7 separate regions of the Mus musculus genome follow, and regions 2, 3, 4, 5, 6 and 7 are each linked to region 1. The links are chromatin contacts, called in public HiChIP or PLAC-seq and promoter capture Hi-C maps. All regions are on one chromosome and are shown on one strand. Each heading gives the region's core, a stretch centred on a gene start, on an enhancer-like site or on the middle of the called end of the contact. The rest is flanking DNA. Distances are from core to core; before and after follow the strand shown. Region 1 holds the start of Parp4 (poly (ADP-ribose) polymerase family, member 4). Region 2 holds the start of 4931414P19Rik (RIKEN cDNA 4931414P19 gene). Region 3 holds the start of 1700123O20Rik (RIKEN cDNA 1700123O20 gene). Region 4 holds the start of Bcl2l2 (BCL2-like 2). Region 5 holds the start of Zdhhc20 (zinc finger, DHHC domain containing 20). Region 6 holds the start of Mrpl57 (mitochondrial ribosomal protein L57). Region 7 holds the start of Sap18 (Sin3-associated polypeptide 18).

Evidence for each region. Promoter capture Hi-C pulls out the DNA fragments that hold promoters and counts their contacts. HiChIP or PLAC-seq counts read pairs in DNA pulled down with a chosen protein or histone mark.
Region 2: a promoter capture Hi-C map of liver shows a contact between it and region 1, with 3 times the contacts expected there. The contact joins the promoter of 4931414P19Rik here to the promoter of Parp4 in region 1. A contact is called at or near these places in 2 of 39 promoter capture datasets (liver and pre-B cells).
Region 3: an H3K27ac HiChIP or PLAC-seq map of thymic regulatory T cells shows a contact between it and region 1, with 7 times the contacts expected there. The contact joins the promoter of 1700123O20Rik here to the promoter of Parp4 in region 1. A contact is called at or near these places in 1 of 39 promoter capture datasets (liver) and 1 of 115 datasets of contacts at active chromatin or transcription factors (thymic regulatory T cells).
Region 4: a contact with region 1 is called in a promoter capture Hi-C map of liver, with 5 times the contacts expected there. The contact joins the promoter of Bcl2l2 here to the promoter of Parp4 in region 1. A contact is called at or near these places in 3 of 39 promoter capture datasets (liver and pre-B cells).
Region 5: a contact with region 1 is called in a promoter capture Hi-C map of pre-B cells, with 5 times the contacts expected there. The contact joins the promoter of Zdhhc20 here to the promoter of Parp4 in region 1. A contact is called at or near these places in 5 of 39 promoter capture datasets (the C10 cell line, liver, neutrophils and 1 more) and 1 of 115 datasets of contacts at active chromatin or transcription factors (astrocytes).
Region 6: a promoter capture Hi-C map of pre-B cells shows a contact between it and region 1, with 4 times the contacts expected there. The contact joins the promoter of Mrpl57 here to the promoter of Parp4 in region 1. A contact is called at or near these places in 5 of 39 promoter capture datasets (cranial neural crest, liver, maxillary cranial neural crest and 2 more).
Region 7: a contact with region 1 is called in a promoter capture Hi-C map of pre-B cells, with 4 times the contacts expected there. The contact joins the promoter of Sap18 here to the promoter of Parp4 in region 1. A contact is called at or near these places in 6 of 39 promoter capture datasets (the C10 cell line, cranial neural crest, liver and 2 more) and 1 of 484 Hi-C or Micro-C datasets (B cells).

The regions. Positions count from the first base shown.
Region 1 is chr14:56,573,992-56,577,225 of GRCm38.p6, forward strand. It overlaps Parp4 (poly (ADP-ribose) polymerase family, member 4), which reads left to right and starts at 1,628. Exons shown (of 35, transcript NM_001145978.2): 1 at 1,628-1,739. It also overlaps a transcript of Cenpj not described here.
Region 2 is chr14:54,604,183-54,607,416 of GRCm38.p6, forward strand. It overlaps 4931414P19Rik (RIKEN cDNA 4931414P19 gene), which reads right to left and starts at 1,726. Exons shown (of 7, transcript NM_028890.2): 1 at 1,621-1,726.
Region 3 is chr14:54,684,579-54,687,812 of GRCm38.p6, forward strand. 1700123O20Rik (RIKEN cDNA 1700123O20 gene) reads left to right here and starts at 1,593. Exons shown (of 2, transcript NM_021437.2): 1 at 1,593-2,542. It overlaps Acin1 (apoptotic chromatin condensation inducer 1), which reads right to left and starts at 2,353. Exons shown (of 19, transcript NM_023190.3): 1 at 1,891-2,353; 2 at 433-498. The coding sequence starts at 2,202.
Region 4 is chr14:54,881,956-54,885,189 of GRCm38.p6, forward strand. It overlaps Bcl2l2 (BCL2-like 2), which reads left to right and starts at 1,470. Exons shown (of 4, transcript NM_007537.1): 1 at 1,470-1,551; 2 at 1,842-1,929; 3 at 2,419-2,858. The coding sequence starts at 2,427.
Region 5 is chr14:57,888,781-57,892,014 of GRCm38.p6, forward strand. Zdhhc20 (zinc finger, DHHC domain containing 20) reads right to left here and starts at 1,556. Exons shown (of 13, transcript NM_029492.5): 1 at 1,283-1,556. The coding sequence starts at 1,400.
Region 6 is chr14:57,824,515-57,827,748 of GRCm38.p6, forward strand. It overlaps Mrpl57 (mitochondrial ribosomal protein L57), which reads left to right and starts at 1,725. Exons shown (of 2, transcript NM_026401.2): 1 at 1,725-1,808; 2 at 1,995-3,234. The coding sequence starts at 2,003. The coding sequence ends at 2,311. It overlaps Ska3 (spindle and kinetochore associated complex subunit 3), which reads right to left and starts at 1,649. Exons shown (of 9, transcript NM_198605.3): 1 at 1,496-1,649. The coding sequence starts at 1,598.
Region 7 is chr14:57,796,572-57,799,805 of GRCm38.p6, forward strand. Sap18 (Sin3-associated polypeptide 18) reads left to right here and starts at 1,618. Exons shown (of 4, transcript NM_009119.3): 1 at 1,618-1,783; 2 at 1,917-2,026. The coding sequence starts at 1,655. It overlaps Mir3077 (microRNA 3077), which reads left to right and starts at 1,853; the gene lies at 1,853-1,916.

The DNA of each region.
Region 1 (3,234 bases), core at 378-2,877:
GGCGGGGGGAGAATAAAATTAAAATAAGTAGCACACAGCACATTATTCAACTGTTGACTGTGTGACCCCACCCCCACCCCCATTGATAAGCTGTGCCAAAACCATGAGTGGCATCATCCCATGGGCTAAGGACCTGAATGGAATTAAAGGGAAAGCAGACAATACTCATCATTTCACTTATTACCCTCTGACTGTGGGCAAGATGCGATCAGACACCTCCTGCTCCTGCAGTCAGACCTTCCCTGCCATGAAAGACTGTACACCCTAGGACTGTAAGCCAGCACACCCTCTCCTTCCAAAAGCTGCTTCTATCAGAGCAATAAGACAAGAAACTAGTAGTACAGTAAAAATGTCTCCTTTTCTGCTTTGCTTTTTAAGAACTCACTAAAGATCTTTGACTTCTGATCCTCCTGTCTGTACCTCCAGTCTGTAGGGACTACACACATATACCACCAACCCTGTTTTTAATACAGTATTAGGGACTGAACCCAGGGCTTCACACAGCACTTTAACCTGCTGAAGCATATCCTCAGTCCAGTAAAGACGTTTCTAGGGAGGGGGAGGTGGCTCAGTCCCTAGAGTGCTTGCCTGGTAAGCATAAAGACCGGAGTGTAACACACCCCCCCACCATTTTAAAAAGGAAAAAGCTGGAAGCTGGCTAGGTGGCTCAGTGGGTAAAGTATTTGCCCTACAAGCCTGATGACATGAGTCCTATACCCAGTCATGTCAAAGAAGAAGAGAAATCATAAGCACACATATGTGTATGCATGCAAACAAATATAGTATATTATATATACTATATATAAAGCCATATAATATACATATAAAGCCACACATAATGGTATGTGCTTGTAACCCCAGTGCTGGGAGGAAGAGACTGGTAGATCCTTAGTGCTCACTGGCTACCTAGCCTAGTACACATAATAAGTTCCAGATCATTTGGCACCTGAGGACAGCACCCAATAAATCATGTCACCAAAATTCACCTTTTACATTCAATTCTCTAGTCTAGACCTTATAGTCTCGTTTCATTCATCATATTCTGAAATTATTAATGGAATTATTTCTAAATCAGTCCCTACTCAGTACATTTCTGATTCTAGCGCCCAGGGCCCACACATGTGAAGCAAATAACCAGCTGAGCTGTCTAGCCCTAGACCCATCGTTTGAGCGTCTCCAATTAGTGATGGATGCTATTGTGCGCTTCAAACTCAGAAGTTCTCATTTTCTTCCACTGTTGCTGCTGAAAATCGAACCCAGGGGCCCACAAATGTTAGCCAAGCTTTCTACCAATGACCTAGCTCTTCAGTCCTAAATTCTCTCTGATGCCCCTTTGGGAAATTTGTTTCTTACCTGCCCTGGGATTCCAGCACCCTATTTAACCCCAATCCGTAATCATTTCTCTGTCAAAAGTCCCCATCCATCAAGTCTCCCAGATTCGAATTTTGGGTTTACTCCTACTGGCAATTTACACTCTGAAAAAGAAAGTGAAAGTCCTGAACGCTAGGCTGATCTGGAAAGCTGAGGCCACGCCTTCTCCCCAGCTGGACAGTCGCAGGACATCCCTCTAAGGGGCGTAGGTCCGGTGTTCAGGAGCCGCAGCCACGGTCCCGCCCCGCCGCGCCCCACCTAACCCGGCTGCGCCTGGAGCGGAAGCACCAAGGCTGGAACGCTGGCTGCGGAGCACGGAGGAGGGGACCATCCGACACCAGGAAGGGCCAGGCGGGATCTCCGAGCAGGTGCGTGGGTACCCCAGGAGGCTGTCTGACAGCCCGAGGGTCCCCGGTAGTCTCTGGTGGTCTTGACCTTCTGAGGCCTGGCTCAGGGTCAGCGGCCCTAGGAGGGGAGTGCCAGGGGAGGGGAGGTCAATGTTGACTGCGCCATCAGACCCACTGCTGTTTTGGGAAAATAACTGCAACAGAACGCAACATTTCTTTACTTTCTGAAAGTTGAGGAAACTTTTGGTAGAAGAAAATAACTCATTGAGGTCTGGAGTTGAAATTTAGCCGAATCTGACTAAGCTCCGGGTCCTATTAAGACAAAAAATAAGTAAAAAAGATGGGGTGAGTTAATTTGCAGTTTTAGCCAAGACTGGGAATAGAGAAATTCTTAGTCTGTCTAGGCCTTACCTATGGCAGTTACAATTTATGTTAATGAAAAAGGGGAAGGCCAGGAAATCCGCCCCACGTAGATTTGTCCTTAGGTTGGATTTATGCCTCTGTCCTACTAAAGGTACTTCCGGTGCTATGGCTATTCTTGGTTGTTAAATTGACGCACCTGGAAAAAAATGAACCTCAATTGAGAAATCGCCTCCGTCAAATTGACCTCTGGGGTGTGTCTGCAGAGCATTTTCTTGATTGCTAACTGAAGGAAGAGAGCTTAGCCCACTGTAGGCACCGCTTCTGGGCAGGTGGTCCTGGATTGTATGAGGTGAGCAGAAACAGAAAGCAAGCCAGTAAACTGCGTTCTTCCTTGACCACTAATTAATCTACTCACTTTACATGCCAATCACAGCCTTTAATCCAGTCAGTTCCTTAAATTGTGCTACTGTTATGAATAGTAAGTAAAAATATCTGTGTTTCCTATAGTCTTAAACCCACTGTCAAAGGGGTCAAGATTGAGAACCACCGGCTTCCACGTTCCTGTCAGGGGTTCATGCCCTGACTTTCATGTTTGACTGTAAGCAGTGAGATGAGGTAAGGAAGAGTAACAACAGGATCAAAGCTGGGATCTGTCTCAGGGCAGCCAATAGGAAGACGGCTTGTGATGGGCTCCCCTACGACACGCTGAAAGGAAGAAACGTGGGTGTTCACTCCCTAGCGAGGCAGCCTTCTCTCTCCACTGTGCAGTTTTTTGTTTTGTTTTGTTTTTTCGAGACAGGGCTTCTCTGTATAGTCCTGGCTGCTCAAGAACTTTTTCTATAGACCAGGCTGGCCTCAAGCTCAGAGATCAGCTTGCCTCTGCCTCCTGAGTGCTGGAACCAAAGGCGTGCACCACCACCACCACCACCACCACCACCACCAGGCTCGAGTTTGATATTTAAAAGCTATTGGAAATGACTTTTTTCCCTTCAGGTCTTTTTGACACGTTTGTATTTGGTTCAGTGAAAGGATGCCTATGTTTTGTTTGTTGGTTTTTTTCTGCTACTTTTCTAAAAGTGTTTTTCAAGTCTAAGGATTTTCTGGTAGAAGCCAGTCATGGGGGCACACCCCAGTAATCCTAACACTCTGGAGG
Region 2 (3,234 bases), core at 476-2,975, 2.0 Mb before region 1:
AAATAAAAAGTCACTGTAAATAAGTCTAGTCAACCTGAGCCAGGGCATTCTCCTTATTAGTATAAATTATACTGCAGGTATTGTTTAGGTGTCTTTAAATGCTGTCTCTACACAACACTGAACTAAGAAGCACGGGGGTTTGGTTGTAGTGAAAACTTGCACTTTAATCTCCCGGTTACAACATTGTAACCGACCCTGATTGCCATCCACATACACTATAATGTTTTCACTCAAGTCTTTAAACACAGACTGGATTTGGGCAAATCCTGTCTAACTCTTAATAAGCCTGTCTCAGCATAGAACTCCCAAGGGAAGGGGGGCCTCTGCCCCAGGCAACAGTCCTTCAATGCACACACACTTTTCCAAAAATGTGACGATATGGGGGAAGCTTTGCATTCACAGAAAGCAAAATAACAATCACATTGTATTTCTTATCCCTCCTGGGTTTTGCGTTTGCCTCCTCTTGCCCCTACCCCAAGTACCCCTCCCAGGACCCCACCCCCACCCCCGTTCAGTAACTGGACTAGAATATTGTCTCACACACTTTCCCAGATGTGGAGTTTTCCAAACAAATCCCAACCAATAAAAGGTCACTTTGTCAAAATGCCAGGAGATTCCCTTCTGGTACCTCCCCCCAAAACTACTCATAAAGGCTAAAATATACACAGTTGCATGTTTAGGAAGGAAAACCAATAAAAAACCAAAAGCATTTAAAAAGTCACTAAAAGGCTCTGGACTACACACTCAGTCCCCGTCCCCCCCACTTCGTTTGCCAAACACACTGACTGCAGGCTTTGGGGCAATTATTTAATTATTCACTAATCTGATATAAAAAGAAGCAGAAAAGAAGGTAAATTCCAATAGGATGAAAGTTCTTAAGTATGCTAAGTGCAGGATTTCCTCTACGCTTTACTTTGCATTTGAAATCCTGTTTTGATCACATTTGGGAACACAGAGGGGAAAAAACATCCTAAGGTCTATTTTACACACATAAAATCAAATGAAAACACTTTAAAAATAAAATCCGATAACAGCACATATACACATACTTTACATAAATACAAAGAATAAACCACAAGATGAATCCATACGAAATGGTATGTTTTAAGTGTACATACACACAAATGTCCTCATGAAATTGTGTGTGCAAAACACTGTGAGAGAGCTTTCCCTTCTCTCCTGGGAAATGAGTGTCCCAATTAAAATAACCCAGTATATTTAATCTATTGGCCTGTCACACTCGCTGCTACATTGCTGCTACAGCACTTGGTTTTGGTTCTGAGTGAGTGTGTCTAAAATACATGCCAAAGGCTTTGTGAGGGCACCTCAAATCTCTCTGTTGCCTGTGGTAGAAATTCACATTATCGCTTTAACCCGATTAAAAACAAATCTATACTTCCCCAAGCGACTAAAATTTAAATCCTTCAACCACAAAATTTACCAATTCTTAAAATGTGATCCAAAAAGAAAAAAAAAATCTGTAAATTGGTCTGGGAACAGTTGCACACGGCTTCTCAACTTGGTATATTTTTAAACCTCGACCAGGAAAAAGAAAGAGAAAGAGAGACAGGAAAAGAAATGGGGAAAAGAGCAAATTCCCCTTAGCAACAGTTTCCTCACCCCAGCACTGCCACAGATCTCTATTTTTAAAAATTTGGAAAACGCACACAAGATGAAGGAGGAAAAAAAATGGAAAAAGGATACTCGAAGGTCGTATGGCTCTTTGTATTCGTGTGTGTGCAAAAAAGGAGGACTCGCGGAGCCGGAGCTCACAAGCCCCGCCCCTTCCCGGCCGCCCGCCCGGATTGGCCGCCGCCCGCCCCGCCCGCAAGCACACGCGCCGCACCCGAGGCGCCCGTCCGGGGGGCCCCCGAGGGCCGCGAGCTCCCGGACCTGGCCGATGCGCCCACTGCCCTTCCCTTTCTCCTCGCTGTCCGCTCATCTTTCCCGTCTCGTTCTCCCTCCCCGCCCCCCAAGCCAGGCTCAGAAGAACCACCCTGTGAGTGAGCGCCCTCTGACATTGCTAAGCTGGGAGAACTAGCGAACTTGGGACCTCTTAGGCTGATTGAGCGTCAGGTTTGGGGGGCGAGGCCCTCCAACCCTTGGTTTCCCAGGCCAGTGTCTCTGGGTCACACAAGTTGTCTAGCAGCCCACCTTTACATGAACATCTATGAGTGTAACGTTGTTCAAGTGAGAGGCTAAGTAGCCTTACACTTGGGGCTTGTTTTTGCACAGCCTGAGCCAGGCTCCCCTACTAGGCTAAAACCACATTCTGAAGAAACCAAAATGTCTCCCTCACACACCCTGCATGTAGACCATTGCTTAAACCTCGATTTTAAGCAGTCCATAAACCGGTCTCACTGCACCTTTTTATTATAAAACGTTTGCGCGAACACACACACACACACACACTAACATACATACATACATACGTGTGTGTGTGTGTGTGTGTGTGTGTGTGTGTGTGTGTGTGTATTTTTTCTTTTGGTGGGGGCACTCGCGTGCCGCAATGCAAAGTGTGGCAATTAGGGGACAACTTGTGCCAGGTGTGGTGGCGCATGCCTTTAATCCCAGCACTCGGGAGGCAGAGACAGGCGGATTTCTGAGTTCGAGGCCAGCCTGGTCTATAAAGTGAGTTCCAGGACAGCCAGGGCTATACAGAGAAACCCTGTCTCAGAAAAAAGAAAAAAAAAAAAAAAAAAAAAAAAAAGAATAGGGGACAACTTGCAGGAATTCTCTCCACCTAGAGGGTCTGAAGGATCAAACTCAAGTCCACAGGGGTTTGGCAGCCTTCACCAGTGTCTCTGCTGGACACTAAGTTCTCTTTCTCCCCCCCCCCTCTCCCTCTCCCTCTCCGTCTCTCTCTCTCTCACCTATTTATTTATGTTTTAATATCTGAAACCCATGACCCTTCTCAAGTCTTCTTTCTAGGACTTCCTGCCTTTTCCTCCTCACTCGAACCCCTGACCTATGAGTTTATAAAAGAAAATGAAAAGAACTCTAAAAATGGTGATGCATGCTTTAACCACATTAAAAGAAAAAGATGTGTTCCCGTTTCTTTTTCCCTCTTGTTCTGGAAGCAGTTTCTATGCTTCTGGCTGTGGCCTGGCTGTGTTGAAGAGGAGACTGCAGACGTCTCCAGCTTTGCACAGCAATGTTGACATGGCTTCTTACAGAGGGTAAGCGACTGTGACAGTACAGGGGCACAACACACAGAGGCATGTGTCATTATGT
Region 3 (3,234 bases), core at 343-2,842, 1.9 Mb before region 1:
TTTAAATTCTTTTTCTTTTTTTAAACTCCATGTCTTTATACAAAATTGAGGTTGATTAGAATTCAACTGTCTGAGGGCTGGAGAGATGGCTCAATGGTTAAGAGGCCTGGCTGCTTTTATAGAGGACCCAGGTTCAATTCTGCACCCATATGGTGGCTCACGGCTGTCTGTAACTCCAGTTCCAGAGGATTTGACATCCTCTTCTGGCCTCTGTGGGGACCCTTTGGGAGGCAAATCACCCATACACATAAAATAAAAATAAACCTTAAAAAAAAAAAAAAGACATCAACTGTCTAGTGTGAGATCACTTGCAATAAAAATAGTTTAAGAAAATACTGCTTCTGATGACAAGGAAAACAACACCATGTCTTCCCATTTACTTACTATAGTCTCCAAATAGCCCATTCTATCTAAACAAACCTTTTCTCTTACCTGTGAATTTGGCTGGAATGCAGCATGGGGTGTTGAGTGTTTTTGTAAATTTTCTAGCATTAGAGCCTGGTATAAAGAAGAGCAAAAATCAGAAACCGGGAGGGGGAACAAAAACGCAATCCAGGTCTCTACCTCTCCCACAGCCTTCTCATTCAATTACTTAAATATACATTTATACTATATTCCTTTCACCGAGACTAAAAGCCCTTTATTAATACTGTTCTCATTCATCTTCATAAGTCTCTTAAAGGTAGCCATGGTTACTGCTCCCAAATGTAAAACACAGGCACACAAAGAATCAGTGACCTGGCTATGTCACAAAAATCAGCAAAAATGACAGAATCGGAACTAGAATCTCTATTATTGTCTGCAATTTTGACTAGGAGCCACTTCTAAATCCGGTAATACAGGCAAAAAAAAAATTCCAAGTACTCAGAACAAGTTTCAAATCACATAAAACCAACAAGAGGCTAATTTGGATTTGACTATTATTTGATTAGTTTTTCAGAACTACAACTACTTAACTGAACTTGCACAACTTCCAGCAGTGTAACACCCGGACAAATAAAATGTATTAAAAATTTCACAGGGAAACTAACCACAGACCTTGTAACCAGTGGTCTGACCTAATCCACACCCACCCACAAACTGTCAGCTTCGGGATAAGCAACGGTCTGTCAACTCAAACCCTGAACTGACCCAGAGTCCCCATCAGTATTACGAGTCACGTATGCTAATGAACTCTAATAACACTAGTTCAGCTCACCTTCTTTCCCTCCATTTACACCAAAGCGATACACAGTATGTGTACCTCCCGACAAGCTCACCCTCACTACTCAAACCGACACAAAATCCCCAGCCTAAAGTAATCTGTCTCACCTCTCGTACCAATAGCCACCAAATACTTATCCAGACTGCTGCTCGATTCCCTATAAATTAGACAGCCGTCTCTGACCAAGTCTTTCTATCAAGGTTTCCTTTCACTTAATCTAGTCGAGCGGACATTTTTTACCCTATCACAAATGTCCTATTGCAGACATAGACAGCAACCCCATCCGCCCAACTGTATCCCTAACTCGGACCCAGCCCTGCTCGCCCCCTTAAGGCCAGCCACACCGGTGGTTGTAGAGGGATTTAACTCCTTCTGCAGCGCATGCGCCGACAACACAGACACAAACAAGGAGGGGGTGGGGGAAGAAGGAAGGAGCTTAAGACACTCCGGGAGAGTAGCGCGCACCCTCCCATTTTGGGCTCGCGCCGCTGCCGTTAAGGCGGGAACCGGCGTTATCTCTATCCCAGCGCCAGCCACACCAACCACCGTGCGCGTGGATCTGCAGGCTCGCGCTGGCGGCCTGAGAGAGCTCGCGCCGAGCCCGGACACTGCGCCTGCGCCGCGGCGGAGACTCGTCTCTACCGGGTCCGCTCCCCTCCGACACCTCGGCAACGCTGACTTCTCACCCCTTTGAGCCGCTTGACCAGGGCACTCTTCTGCCCGCTCTTGGCTAGGCCTCGCTGCTCCAGTGCGGCCTTCAGGTCGGTCACCCGCAGAGCCTGAAGAGGCTTCCCGTCCAGAGTCACCTCCTCCAGCTCCGCCATCTTGCGTGAGGTACTCGGGTCCGTCCCGACGGCTTCGGGCATCTTCGGTAATTTCCGCCAACGCCCTTCGAACGGACCGGATTGGCCCCGCCCACTGCCATAGTCTACCCCTCTATTACCGCTCAGAATTCCCCGGGTTTCTCCGGAGCTGTTCGGTCGTTTCCGTCCCCACATCGGTACCAATCGGCTTTTTCCATCTACCTAGCGGCTGGCCCCTCCCATCTGGCTTTCAGGCTCGTTTGTTTTCGGCTTGCCGGGGCTTTGAATCGAATCTCTTCGGAAGCCCTCGAATCTGGCATACCCATAATCGGAGATATTCGGCTATCTCCGGACCTGGGGGCCGGGGCGCTGGGGCACTTGGGTATTTGGGGCTGGTTCCGGACCGGAAGTGCGTGGGTTACTGGGGGCTGGCTCTGCTTCGGGTTTTCAGGAAACATGGAAGAGGCTCGGAGAGTTGGAGCAGGAGCTGAAGGACTCTTGTGATCTCTGGGCGTCTTCCAAGGGGAAAAGGAAGGTAAGAGGAAAAGAAGTCTCTCCTAGGCCAGATGAGACTTGGTGTCTGCAGGTTTTTGGGGACCCCTCCTGCTTCCATCTTCTATATCCCGGCCATTCTGTGTAAGAAATACTTTGTCCTGTGGGGCTAAGGAATGAGAGACCTGCGGCTTCCTACGTGGGAAAAAGAAAAATCAGGTCTTTTGAGTTTATTAATGACAATAACCATGGAAGCCATGTAGCAAGACCCTGGGTTAAAAATTACCTTTCTCTGAAAAAGAGAAGTTTTAGGAGAAACTTCTCCCTGTAGAGCCACTTTGAAACTGGCAGTCACCCTGAACCGGGACTTAGAACTTACGTTTAGGGATTCTATTCTTTGTCGATACAAATCTTCCAACTTGAAGAGGTAGGAACAGCAGTAGTAATTACGGTCATAGAGAGGTGAAGGTTTTCGTTGTTGGAGAAACAAACTGTAGGACGGAAACATTTTGGAATAAGTTGGCTTACATTTGCACACATAATGCAAAGTCAGTGGCACTTGCAGGTATAAACCATTAAGGAAAACTGTTCAGAGATGTGCATCAATAGCACACTTTTTAGGCCAAGTCAAGAAAGCAAAGGCATTTTTTTTTTCAGAACCTGAAAAAAGTTAGTGTGGCTTCTGATTTTCTGCTACCTTATTTGAGACAAGACTTAGCCTGCTCTAAAGTTTAC
Region 4 (3,234 bases), core at 220-2,719, 1.7 Mb before region 1:
GCTTCTCCGGTGACCACACAGACAAGTGGGAACATCAAGGTTTAGTGGGAGAAGCAAGGGGAAGTAACAAGAAAGAACTGAAGGAAAGAAGCATAATTGGGTTGCCTCTTTCTGGCCTTAACTGGAGTTCCAGAGCTGAAGAAATGGCAACCTTCAGGAGTCCTGGGTGGGGGGAGAGGTGGGAGGATCAGCACACTGATGAGTGCCCTCCTGTGGATCTGCTGTAGTCAGAAAGCTTCTTGCCCTGGAAACTTGCTCTACAGAAAGATATTATCACATGCTGGATAGTGGTGCCTCGGGCCTTTAATCCCATAGTGTCTGAGGCAGAGGCAGGCCAATCCCTGTGAGATCGAGGCCAGCCTGCTCTATAGAAGTGAGTTCCAGGGCAGCCAGGGCTACACAGAGAAGAAACCATGTTTCAAAATACACACACACTCGGTTTTTATATATACATATTTTTACATATATATATATACATAAATGCACATATAAATAGATATATGTATATTATATATACATATATGTGTATATTATAAATATGTATATGGAATATATAAAAATATAAAAATATTTACATATACTATACTGATATACTTTATATTTATATGTATATTGATACATTTATAAATTATATATAACATATATATTTATACTTATAAACATATTTATATTGTATGTGTATATATAAAAGCACATATTTATATAAACATATGTGTATGGATAAATGTATATATAATCCATGTATATGTGAATGTAGATATTCACATGTAAATTATAGATATATGTAATCTGTAAAACAGGTATTAACCCAACATTGGTAACCTGTATTTAGAGAGGGTGTGTAAGATTAGTAAGCTTGTATCAATTTGTGCCTTTTATTGTTTGATTTTTGTTTTAAATAGTAAGAATTAACTCCTGTGGTGGGTAACAAATGAAAAGAAAATCAATCTGATTACAAAAGATGAAGATTGCTTGTGGACACTGTAAACCAAGGCCTGACACCTTGATACCTAGCTGAAACTCCAGCCAAGGAAGAGCCCACTGCATTAAAGGTCCTGAGGGGAAGTATTTTTGTGTTTAGTGTTTCTACTAGCCCCACAAGGGCAAGAGGTTGTTCCCAGCTTAATAGGAACTGCTCTGCTTTTCCTAGGCACGCAATCCAAGCTGGAAAGTTCAACAAGTGCGTGAACAGAAGAGACCTTCCGGAAATGCTGAATTTGCACTGAGCTGCTGAGGCCCGGTGTGTTTCTCTGGGGACACTGCGGGCTTCGCAGGCAGCCGGCACAGGTCACTATGGCCTCTGAACAGCCCTTCAATGGCCCTCTCTTCCTGGAGTTGTGGCTCTTCCCAGCCCTGCCTCCCAGCCCCGCCCCTCTCTCTGGACGCATCTCTGTGTCCCATCATCACCCGGCGCCGGGCCCTCCCTCCCTGCCCTCCCCTCCTCCCTCCTTCCTTCCTTCCCTTCCTCCCTTTCTCCCTCCCTCCCTCCCTCCCTCCCAGCTCCTCCACCAGGAAACAACCGGATTCCGGATCCCGGCTGCGGCCTGACCCGTGAGATTCCTTAACCTGGCTGGCGGGCGGGGTTGGAGACCAGCTAAGGGTGGGGGAATGGGAGGAGCTGGGCCTTTGGGCTGCTCTTGGGGGTACCGGGAATAGAGATGGTGTCGGCAGGAAGCCCGTGGTCCCGGGTTTCCCAAGAGGGCAGTCATTAAACACGGAATCGGTCCCACAGCTGGCAAAGCTTTGGAGGTAGGGGCCCAGTCCCAGGCGCTGCAGTTCCAGTTCTTTCCGGGCCAGACCCAGGCCTTTCCCACCTAGTTCTCTCTCCCTCCCCTTTTCAGGGCTCCACTCTAGCCGGGAGGATGAAAGGCCTCAGCTGGGGGCTCCCTGCCACCAGCACTGGGTCCTAAGAGCTGCCATCCAGGCTGGGTAAGTGTCCTCTTCCTTTCTGCCCCATTACAGCCCTTGGCTTTTCCCATCTTCCTATTCAGCCCCTGTCTCCTCCCTATCTTGTGCCTCTGCCAACATCTTCGCATCATGCTCCTGGGGAGGTCTTAAGCCCCTTCCTATAGCCAAAAAGGGGTGTGTGTGTGTGTGTGTGTGTGTGTGTGTGTGTGTGTGTGTGTGTGTGTGTGTATAGAGGTGGCATACAGCTGGTGCTGTCGTATGAAAGGAATCTGAAGTAGTCTAAAAATAAGATTTCCTGTTGCACACTTAATTTGACATGTTATACGTGGCCAGCTGCTTATGCTCTGAACCTCCCCATGACTTAAATCCGTTGCTCTTTCTTGGCCCTGCCCAGTGCCTCTGAGCATTTCACCTATCTCAGGAGCTTGATCAAATAGGAAATGTCCCTTCTTGCTCTCTGTCAATAATTTCCTTATATTTATGTCAGTCTGTCATCCTTGCCCCTTTCAGCCGCCCGGATGGCGACCCCAGCCTCAACCCCAGACACACGGGCTCTAGTGGCTGACTTTGTAGGCTATAAGCTGAGGCAGAAGGGTTATGTCTGTGGAGCTGGCCCTGGGGAAGGCCCAGCCGCCGACCCGCTGCACCAAGCCATGCGGGCTGCTGGAGACGAGTTTGAGACCCGTTTCCGCCGCACCTTCTCTGACCTGGCCGCTCAGCTACACGTGACCCCAGGCTCAGCCCAGCAACGCTTCACCCAGGTTTCCGACGAACTTTTCCAAGGGGGCCCTAACTGGGGCCGTCTTGTGGCATTCTTTGTCTTTGGGGCTGCCCTGTGTGCTGAGAGTGTCAACAAAGAAATGGAGCCTTTGGTGGGACAAGTGCAGGATTGGATGGTGGCCTACCTGGAGACACGTCTGGCTGACTGGATCCACAGCAGTGGGGGCTGGGTAAGAAGTTCTCAATTGCTGCTCTCCGCATCCCTCTACAAAGTTGGTCTTCATGGGAAAATAGGGCCTCTGATGGGAGGCTGGGGTTGTGCTGGGAAGGGCTGAGTTCCCTTATTTAAGTGGAATCAGACTGAGAGCATCAAGCTCACAGTACTCCAGGGCTACCATGTAGTAGTAGCTGGATGGGCTTCACGGTCCCAAGCAGAAGACTGAATATAGAGTTTTATAAACAGAGAACCTTCAGCGAATAATTGTGACCCCTGCGTACATAGTATGGGTGGTGAGGCCGGTCAGGGATGGGTCATGGCTAGGCAAGCCTTAGCAAAGGATGCCAGTTCTGAACGGAACTTTATTGCCATGGAAGGGATGGGGCTGA
Region 5 (3,234 bases), core at 306-2,805, 1.3 Mb after region 1:
AAAGCCACAATTGAGGTCTAGGCTCTACCATTTTTGAGTGATTTATTTATTATTATACGTAAGTTCACCGTAGCTGACTTCAGACGAACCAAAAGAGGGTGTCAGATCTCTTTATGGGTGGTTGTGAGCCACCATGTGGTTGCTGGGATTTGAACTCAGGACCTTCGAAAGAGCAATCAGTTCCCTTACCCGCTGAGCCATCTCACCAGCCCGATTTTTTTTTTTTTTCATTCTTGTATTTACCCCGTATGTTTTTCCCCAAAGAAAATCTGTCCTTCAGATAACCGAGGGCTCTGTCTGAAAATTAAAACCACATCACTTCTGGGAAACCAAGGGACTGCTTTTTCTTAGGGTTTTATTTAATAATGCTGACGGGAGACGAACACAGTAAAGAGCCAGTAGGTATAGAACGCACACTCAAAGCTTACAGGCAATTATTTAGTATCACTGACATAGTAATGGCCTAGGGTGTTAATGACAATGAACCAATCGGCTAAGTCATGTAAGTATAATGCAACGCTATTCCTTTATCCCAGGAAATCAGGTAAGAACCATACGGTAAAAAAAATTAAATAAGAAAAATAGCAAAAGTAAAACTAAACCAAAGCCCTAAAACTAAAGGTATAAGCAATACAAACCTACAAAGTAAACAGGCAAAAAAAAAAAGTCATTGAGCTTGCACCTCTCTTGTTCAATTCCTTGTGCCTCAAAACAACATTTTGTGTAAATCCAGCACTGAGACCCCCAGATGAATATTAAAAAGGGTCAAATACAGCTCAGACCAGGGGCTGAGCCCACACTGCAGACCCGGGAGACACACCTCCCTCCCAGGCCCCCAGGCTGCTTTCAGCTTACGCGCTTCTTCTCGCGCAGTTTGGGGAGCAACAATCTGGGAGGAAAAGATTTCTTTGTGCGTGTGTGCGTGTGTTTTAGCCAAACTGACCTCACAAGCCGTCTCAGAAGGGGTTCTCTAGTTCAAAAGGAAAGGCCTTTGTGAGCATTCCGTCACAGAAGGGTGGGAGCCCCAAGGCGACTGCAGCCACCCGGAAGCTTGGAGCGTGGGCGGCGCGCAGGCCCGAACTCGGGACCCCTCGAGCAGCGAGCCGTGGGCAGAAACCCACGGACAGGGGCCCCCACCGCCGGAGAAGCGCGGGCCGGAACCCTCGGACGTGGAACCCACGGGCTGGGGAAGCGCAGGCCGCCCCGCGGAATCAGAACGCGGCGCCGAGGCCTCGGCCTGCCACCCGCGGCCCGGCCCGCCGCCCGCGCCTCCCGTACTCACTCACGCACAGCTCCACCACGTACGCGTAGTAGGACCAGACGACCACAAAGGTGATGAAGAGCACCGGAACCCAGCCCACCACGCGTTGGCAGCAGCGCCAGAGTGTCCAGGGCGCCATGTTCCTCTGCTGACTGCCGGGTCCCGCTGCCCACGATTCTGTAGGACCACAAGACCCCAGCGGCCCTGTCGCCAGCTTCCCCGCCCCCGAGGCTCCGCCGCCGCAAGCAGTGGCGAAGGGCGACGCCACAACTCCGCCCCTCCCTGCGCCTGGCCCGGGTCCGCCCCTGACCCCGCCCTCGGGCCCGCCTCCGGGCCCGCCTCTCATCCCGCTGCGAGCTGTGAAGGGCGACGCTGCAACTCCGCCCCTCCCGGCGCCTGGACCGGGTCCGCCCCTGCCCCGCATCCTGCCGCTCCGCCCCTAGTCCCGCGCCTGGCAATCCCCGTAGGGGGTGGGGCTACCCGGCCGAAGGAGGCGGGGCCTGAAGTTGGGGCGGGGCTTCTGCTCAGGCCCGCCCATGGGATTTGGGGGTGCCTTGGTGGAAAAGAGAGGAGAGTGCTAAGGATGTGTAGGAGGCCATCTAGGACTGGGTGACGAGAGGGATGGGGATGCGCAAGGGGAGAGGAATGAATTCTTAGCTGCCCTGTGTGCCTTGGGTGGCACTCTGTATAACACTCTTCCCCTAGGTCTTTCAGGACCCATACAAGTCGGGTTCCCTATTACATAAGGCTGTGCATCACTCAAGCGTGCAAGCAAGAAAAATATTATATATACTTAAATATAAGACTCCTGTGACTATAATGTGTCTCCAATGAAGAATCCCCTGGGATAATTTGGTCCACGTATCGCTCTCTCCACCATGTTTTGTTTGAATTGGTAGGAGCCTGAGATTTAAGGTGGAAGCCATATACAACAGGTCAGTTTGATTTGGAGTCCACATTTAAGGTTACACCATGAAAGCAGAATATAGAAACAGCCCTTTCCTGGAGTGGGATTTTCAAATATTTACAGCTGGAGATTGCTAAGTAATGACTGCAATCTTAGAATCTAGAAGCCTTGCTGTGAAACATCATAATGTACAATCATTAGGAATAATTTCATACATTCTTTTAAAACACAGTACATTCATTTATTTACATTCTATGTGCGGATGTGCATGGACCACTGCTCATGAGGATGTGTGGCCCAGGGGTTGTCTGAGGACAAATGAAAAGTTTTTAAGTTTGGTTTGGGTTGGTTTGGGTTTTGGCCCTGGGCATAGTGGCACATGCCTTTAATTCCACACACTCAGGAGGAAGAGGACAGTGGAACTCTGTGAGTTTGAGGTCAGCTAAAACAGACTATTTACTAAAGTCTCCAAGAAGAAGGTAACTGCTATTATAGTATGATAAAGACTTAGTAAAATGAGTATTAATATTTAGTCACCATACACTACTGTTACATTAAAGTAACATGTATACAATAAGAAAATTGCAACATGCCCTAAAGATGACATTAGGACCCAGAAGTGCACACCTTTAATACCAGCACTTGGGAGAGAGAGGCAGGTAGATTTCTAAGTTCAAGGCCAGCCTGGTCTACAAAGTGAGTTCCAGGACACCCAGAGCTACACAGAGAAACCCTGTCTAGAGAAAAAAAAAAAAAAAAAAAAGCAAACATATTCTGACTTCAAATTTTTGACTACATATTAGTGGCAAAATTGACCCAACTCTAGGGCACTAAGGTGGGTAAAATTCAGCTATTTTCCCAGAAAAACTGTCTCAAAGAATTAAGATACAACATGGAATCTGGAGGCTAAGGATGGAGCCCAGTGGAAGACCACATAAAACTCATGTGTGGTGATAGGTTCAGTTCCCAGTGAGGTGTGTGTGGGTGGTGGGTGGTTTTGACAGAATTAGGACTGACAGAAAAACTAGTATTAAGAATGCTGTCTCAGGGGCTGGAGAGGTGGCTC
Region 6 (3,234 bases), core at 475-2,974, 1.3 Mb after region 1:
ACAAATAAACAAAAAGTAAATGAAGTTTGTGCAGAGGTAATGTTTTAGTGAGACTACAGACTAACAAACACTTGGTGAAAAGAACTTTTATACAGTTGAAATACTAATGAACTTTAGTATAGTATGCCGAATTAGCTCAACAACATAAACAAATAAAGCATATTTTAATTCCCTAAAATAAGAACAGTTACAAAAAAAAAGCTACAACAGTAAGTGATGTCTGTTACGAATTAAATAGAAAATACATATACTCTTTTTACTTTTCTGTATTTGAAATTTCCTACAGTACATGTTACTTTTATAGTCTCCAAAACATTTCCAAATGGAGAGTTAGTTATAAGTAAGAGGAATCTGTGTCTACGGGGTGCAATTTTTGCTTTGTTTCTGTTTTTCAAAACAGGGGTTTCCTGTATATCCCTGGATGTCCTGGAACTCGATTTGTAGATCAAGCTGGCCTCAAACTCAGAGATCTGCCAGCCTATGCCTTCTAGAGTGCTGGGATTAAAGGCAAGTGCCACTACATTCGACCTACTGGGTGCGAGACAGATTACATTTATGACATTTTATGATAATCTCAAAATCTGAACTACTTTTGCATCGATTTTTTTTCTTTTTTTTCTTTCTTTCTTTTTTTTTTTTTTTTTGGACAGGGTCTCACTAAGCCTGGTTGATTGGTCAGGTGCTAGCCTGGAACTCGCAAAAATCTACCTCCTTCAGCTTCTTGAGTGTTGGGATTCATGGCGGACGCCACTCCGTGACCTTGCAACTTTTTAAAAAAATCTCAGGCTGGGCTTGGTGGCGCACACCTTTAATCCCAGCACTCGGGAGGCAGAGGCAGGCGGATTTCCGAGTTCGAGGCCAGCCTGGTCTACAAAGTGAGGTCCAGGACAGCCAGGGCTACACAGAGAAACCCTGTCTCGAAAAAAAAAAAAAAGAAAAAAGAAAAAAGAAAAAAATCTCTAGTACAAGTTAGAAATGATGTTTAATTTTATTATTAAAAAATAAAACAAGAGGCGGGAGAGATGGCTCAGTGGCTAAGAATACTGGCTCCAATTCTGGAGGTCCTAAGTTCAATTCCCAGCAACTACAAGGTGGCTCACGACCATGTATAATGGGATCTGCTGCCCTTTTCTGTCGTGCCTGCATCCACGCAAATAGAGCATTCATATACATATATAAACAAATCTTAAAACAAACAAAAAAACAGCAGTGCCGAGTATTTGTACTTCAAATAGAGTGTTAGTGGAGAAAATGCAGATGCTTGCTTCAATAGGGGCCCATTCGAGTGAGACGAAATGACTTTACACGTACAGAAAACAGGGTTTTAGTGCGTCTTAATACAGTTGCCACTGGATGTTGTTAACAAACACCCAACCACCCGCTCGCCTGCGGCCACAAGGAGAATTTGTCCGCACAGTTTCCATCACAGATCAGCTACGCCCCTTGGACGACACCGCCCGCTGAGAACCGCACTCTCCCGCCCGCGCCCACTCACCGCTGTCCTCGCCGTCCAGCGCTCTCAGCAGCCGGGCCGTCTCGCTGTCCAGCGTGGTGGCCAGACCCCGCAGCTTACAGTGGAAACTCTGGATGGGGTTCATGCTGAGGGCCGCCGAGCCGACTGCTGACCTCCAGTCCCCTCGAACGAACGCGCTACACATTTGAATCCTGCGCAGGCGCAGAAGGCGTCTCTCGCGAGAGCGGAACTCTAGCATCAGGGCCCCAGAGAGACCGGAAGCAGCGCGCCGCCGCATCGGTCGGGGGACGCGGAGCGCCGAGGGGAGCGTGTCCCGGGCCGGTTGGTACGCGAGGTGGGTTTTCGGGGAGCCCCCACCCCCATATCCTGCAGTGTAGTCGGCTCCCGGCCACTCACTTCCGGCGAGAGGCCGAGCGTGCTCTGGATTCGGCCGCGGGATGTGGGCGCAAGCTTGGCACGCCGGTTGCTCGCTTCCCGGGTCCGGGGCTCAGCGACCGCGGCTTTCGTGTCATTTCCTCAGGAGGCACCATGTTCCTCACCGCTGTCCTCCTCCGCGGCCGCATTCCGGGCAGGCAGTGGATCGGGAAGCACCGGCGGCCGCGTACCGTGTCTTTCCAAGCGAAGGAGAGCATGATCCGTCGCCTGGAGGTGGAGGCCGAGAACCACTACTGGCTCAGCATGCCCTACATGACAGCAGAGCAGGAGTGCGGCCACGCCGCGGAGCGACGGGCCCAGGCTTTTGAAGCCATCAAGGCAGCGGCCACTTCCAAGTTCCCTAAGCATAGATACATTGCAGACCAGCTAGACCATCTCAACATCTCGAAGAAATGGTCCTAACCCTTCAAGATTATGGATACCGGACTGCTCTATCCTTACTTGGTCCTGGAGCTGAGAAAATGTAATTTATGTACCAGTGTGACCCCTTCGACCAGTATCTTATTAAAGCAAACATGATTGATTAATAGTTGTCTCATACGGAATACTTGGGACCCTACCTAGGCGTTTGTTTCACACCTGTAATCCCAACATTAAGAGGTGGAGGCAGGAAAATCTTTGCTGATGTAGTTAGTAAGACCTAGACTCAGAAGGCCAAAAGAGACTGTTTGAGGCTCCATATGTGCATAATCGGTCTATTTTCAGGGTTGTTTTTTATTTTTTCTGGCCTAAAGCTTGCAGCAGCCCTCCCTGTGCCTAGCTACTGGAATTACAGGCATGGTTCCCTGCCCTTCTGTAAAATGTGGGGTTTTTTTTTTTTTTGTTTGTCTCACTATATAGCCATAGAACTTGCTGTATAGGCTAGGCTGGCCTTGACCTCCGAGATCTACTGGCCTCTGCCTCCCAAGTGCTGTGACTAAAGGCAAGTGCCACCATACCTTGCACCTTTTAGATTTAAATGCTGTAAAACTACAAACTGATGAGTCTTAAGGCTGAGGTACTTGGCTAGAGCTTTGTTGTACAAGGGGTGTTTTCTTACTTTCTGTCTAGGATAGCCATTCTCAACCTGTTGGGCATGACCCCTTGTGGTGGTTGCAGAACCCTTTCATGAGGCTGAGTATCAGAGATTTGTATTATGATAACAGCAAAATTACAGTTGTGAAGTAACAATGAAAATAATGTTATGGTTGGAGTCACCACAACATGAGGAACTGTATTAAAGAGTGTAAGGGAGGTTGAGAACCACTGCTCTAGAATAGAGCCTGCCTTTGATTTCACAGCATTCTGTAAGTGGAAGTAGGATCTGAAGTGTTAGGTCAACTTCC
Region 7 (3,234 bases), core at 368-2,867, 1.2 Mb after region 1:
TTTAGCAGATAGTGAAGGTACAAGACAGGAATTTAGGCAGAGATTTAGCAAGTTGTGTTGTCCCACCCTGCCTTGGGTCTGTTAACGACTAGGAGCACAGCAGTTTAGGGAAGGAGGTCCTAGATAGAGGATTTAGTAAGGCCTGGCTTGTCCTCGCTACAGGAGCAGCTTCTGTCTGAAGTTATGAGCATTCTACATCCTCTTAAATCTGTTTATTTTTATGCTGTGTGTATGGGTGTTTTGACTGTTTTCATGTCTGTGCACCACATGCATGCAGTGCCCAAAGGAAGCCAGAAGAGGACATCAGAGCCTCTGGAACTGGAGTTACAGGTGTTTTGAATTGTAGCCTGGTCCTCTGTAAGAACCTCAAGTGAAGAGCATTCTCATAATGTCTCTGGATATACTCCTAGCAAAGATTTTCTCTAGAGTCTATCAGCAAGAAGGGGTTGTAAGGACTAGAGGATGACTAGCAAGGAACCCTAAAGAATCCAAAGTGTGTGCCAGCTTGCCTTCTCACCGGAGTTCAGAAGTGCCAAGGCCAACAGCTGCTACTGGCAGTGTCTAATTTTTGCAGATATACTACATCCGATTTGTTTGTAAAGCAATCTATTAAAAGCAGTCACCAGATCTTTAACGAACTCTCTGGGTTAGCAGTGACATTCCGAACCTTACATGCTTACTGTCTAGATTTCATTTTTAAAGCAACTGCTTTAAAATGGAGCTATGGGGTTTATGTTTTAGTATCTATAGCATATTGTGAAGGTTTCTTTCTTCCTTCCTTCCTTCCTTTCTATCTTTCCTTCTTTCTCTCTCTCTCTCTCTCTCTCTCTCTCTCTCTCTTTCTTTCTTTCTTTCTTTCTTTCTTTCTTTCTTTCTTTCTTTTTCTGAGACAGGGTTTCTCTGTGTAGCCCTGACTGTCCTGGAACTCACTCTGTAGACCAGGCTGGCCTCAAATGCAGAAGTCAGCCTGCCTCTGCCTCCCAAGTACTGGGATTAAAGGAGTGCGCCACCACTGGCCGGCATGAAGGTTTTTTCAATCAGTCTTTCTCACTGATACTTTTGTAGTTTTTGTTTTGAAACAGGCTCTCTCCACATAGCCCTGACTGTCCTGACACTCTGAAGACCAGGTGAAGGTATGCATCACCATGCCGCTGGATTTGCCTCTCTTGAATTTTGCGTGACATAAAAAGAGCCTATTTCATTCATAGCCCCTAAACAGACAGCTTTACCCCATCATCTACAGAAAAGGTATCATTTCGCTGGCCTTGCAGTACCTTTCTGCACTGGGGGTCCATATTAACCAGTTCAGTCGGTTTATCATCACTATGACTACCTGGTTCATATTTTTACATGTCATGTGAATTTTCTTAAGTTTTTCGTGATCGCTACACATTTTCATCACTACGCATGAAAATATTACGTTAAGCTGACCTGGGCAGTGAGCACGTAAGAAAACAACTAAGAACGATCAAGACGCCTGTAGAGCACTGCGCATGCGTGTGCCCCACCCCTCTCCCCAAGGCAACACGTACGCGCGCGCGTGCGTGCGTGTGCACCCACACATACGGAAATACGCCTGCGCCATGCGATGCCCCGCCTTGCCACTCGTTTCCTATAAAACCTCGTGCCTTTCCTCGCGAGAGACGACTAGCTCATGCTCGCCGCAGGGGTCGGAGGTCAGGGCGAGCGTCTCCCGGGCCGAAGGAGGAAGATGGCGGTGGAGTCGCGCGTTACCCAGGAGGAAATTAAGAAGGAGCCGGAGAAGCCGATCGACCGCGAGAAGGTGCGGGTTGCGGGCGGCTGCGGGGCAGAGGTGGCAGCAGCGGCGAGCTGGCGGGAGGGCGGGCGCGGCCTGCGGACGGGTGGGCGGGCAGGCCAAATGGCGCGCCCGAGGCTGACTCCCTGCTTCTCCGCAGACCTGCCCGCTCCTGCTGCGGGTCTTCACCACCAACAACGGCCGCCACCACCGAATGGACGAGTTCTCCCGCGGGAACGTGCCTTCGAGCGAGCTGCAGATCTACACCTGGTGAGCCGCGCGGGACCCGGGCCTGGCGGGCTGCGTCCTCGGGGACAGCCAGGGCGGGCTCGCCCGCCGTGTGACGCCTTTCGGGAGTGGGGATGAAACGTTAGGTCAGAGTGAACTGACCGGCGTCGCTCTCGCCGTGTGGCCGCCCGGTACAAAAGGATACGTAGGTAGCTTACGGTGCGGTAGGATAAGATGGTAGAGGACGGGGAGGGAGATGGCTGTTGAGTGAACCGTGTTCGCAGAGTGGAGGCAATGGGAAGCCTCGAGCCACGCAGCACCAAGATATTAAAAAGCACCATCAACACCGAGCCCTTTCTGCCCCGGCCCTTGGTGTCAAAGCGTTTGGTGTTTGCACGGTGAGGACGGCTGTCCCAAGTGTTTCATCTCCGAGTACCTGCCTTGCTCAGGACCCACGCAGCTAGGACCGTTACAGGCTTGTCCTTTGGATTGTGTCAGGTTGACACTGTAATAGCTTTGGAAAAGCAGCAAAGGCGAATTTTAATACATTTTTGTTGCGGTGGTAAGATACACCACAAAAGAGTCCCTTTCTCGGGAAAACAGACAAACAACCCCCCATCCCCCCACCCCCATCCAAAACACGAGCTAGTGATTGAATTTATAAGGGAAAACTACTGAGTAGCGGCTGAATTTAAGCCACTCTCCACATACTAAAATTCCGTGTCCCCCAACAAATGAATTTTCCAGCTTGCCCGGACTTTGCTTAAGTGCTGCTTTTCTATTCCGTGAGCCCAGCTTTCTAAAGAGGGTTATCTCTCTGTTATCTGTAGAGATTGTTCCAGAACCACATGGATATCAAAATCTTGGAATAATCAAGTTTTTCACTTTAAAAATGTAGTGTTTACTGTACACACCTTTCAGCATATGCTCTTGAGACTTTCTGCTATAAAGCTTACCCTTCTTCTGCTAGGGCACTCAGACTGTAAAAGCTTGTTTAATTTTTAAAAATTGCCTCAAAAGAAAATCAGAGTTTATGCCAGCATTGAAGTTCACTAGGAACGATATATAAAATTTCGGAGTTAATTGCAGAATAGAGTATGAATTCTGGCCAGGTAAAATTTAGTTGCAAAAATACATAAGAAGGTAACAGTTGTCTGAAGTTTTATAACTTATTTTATTACACAGTGAACTACATACAGTTATGAAAAAATAAGATTTTACTTGAACTATGCACACTGGTGTATGTATAG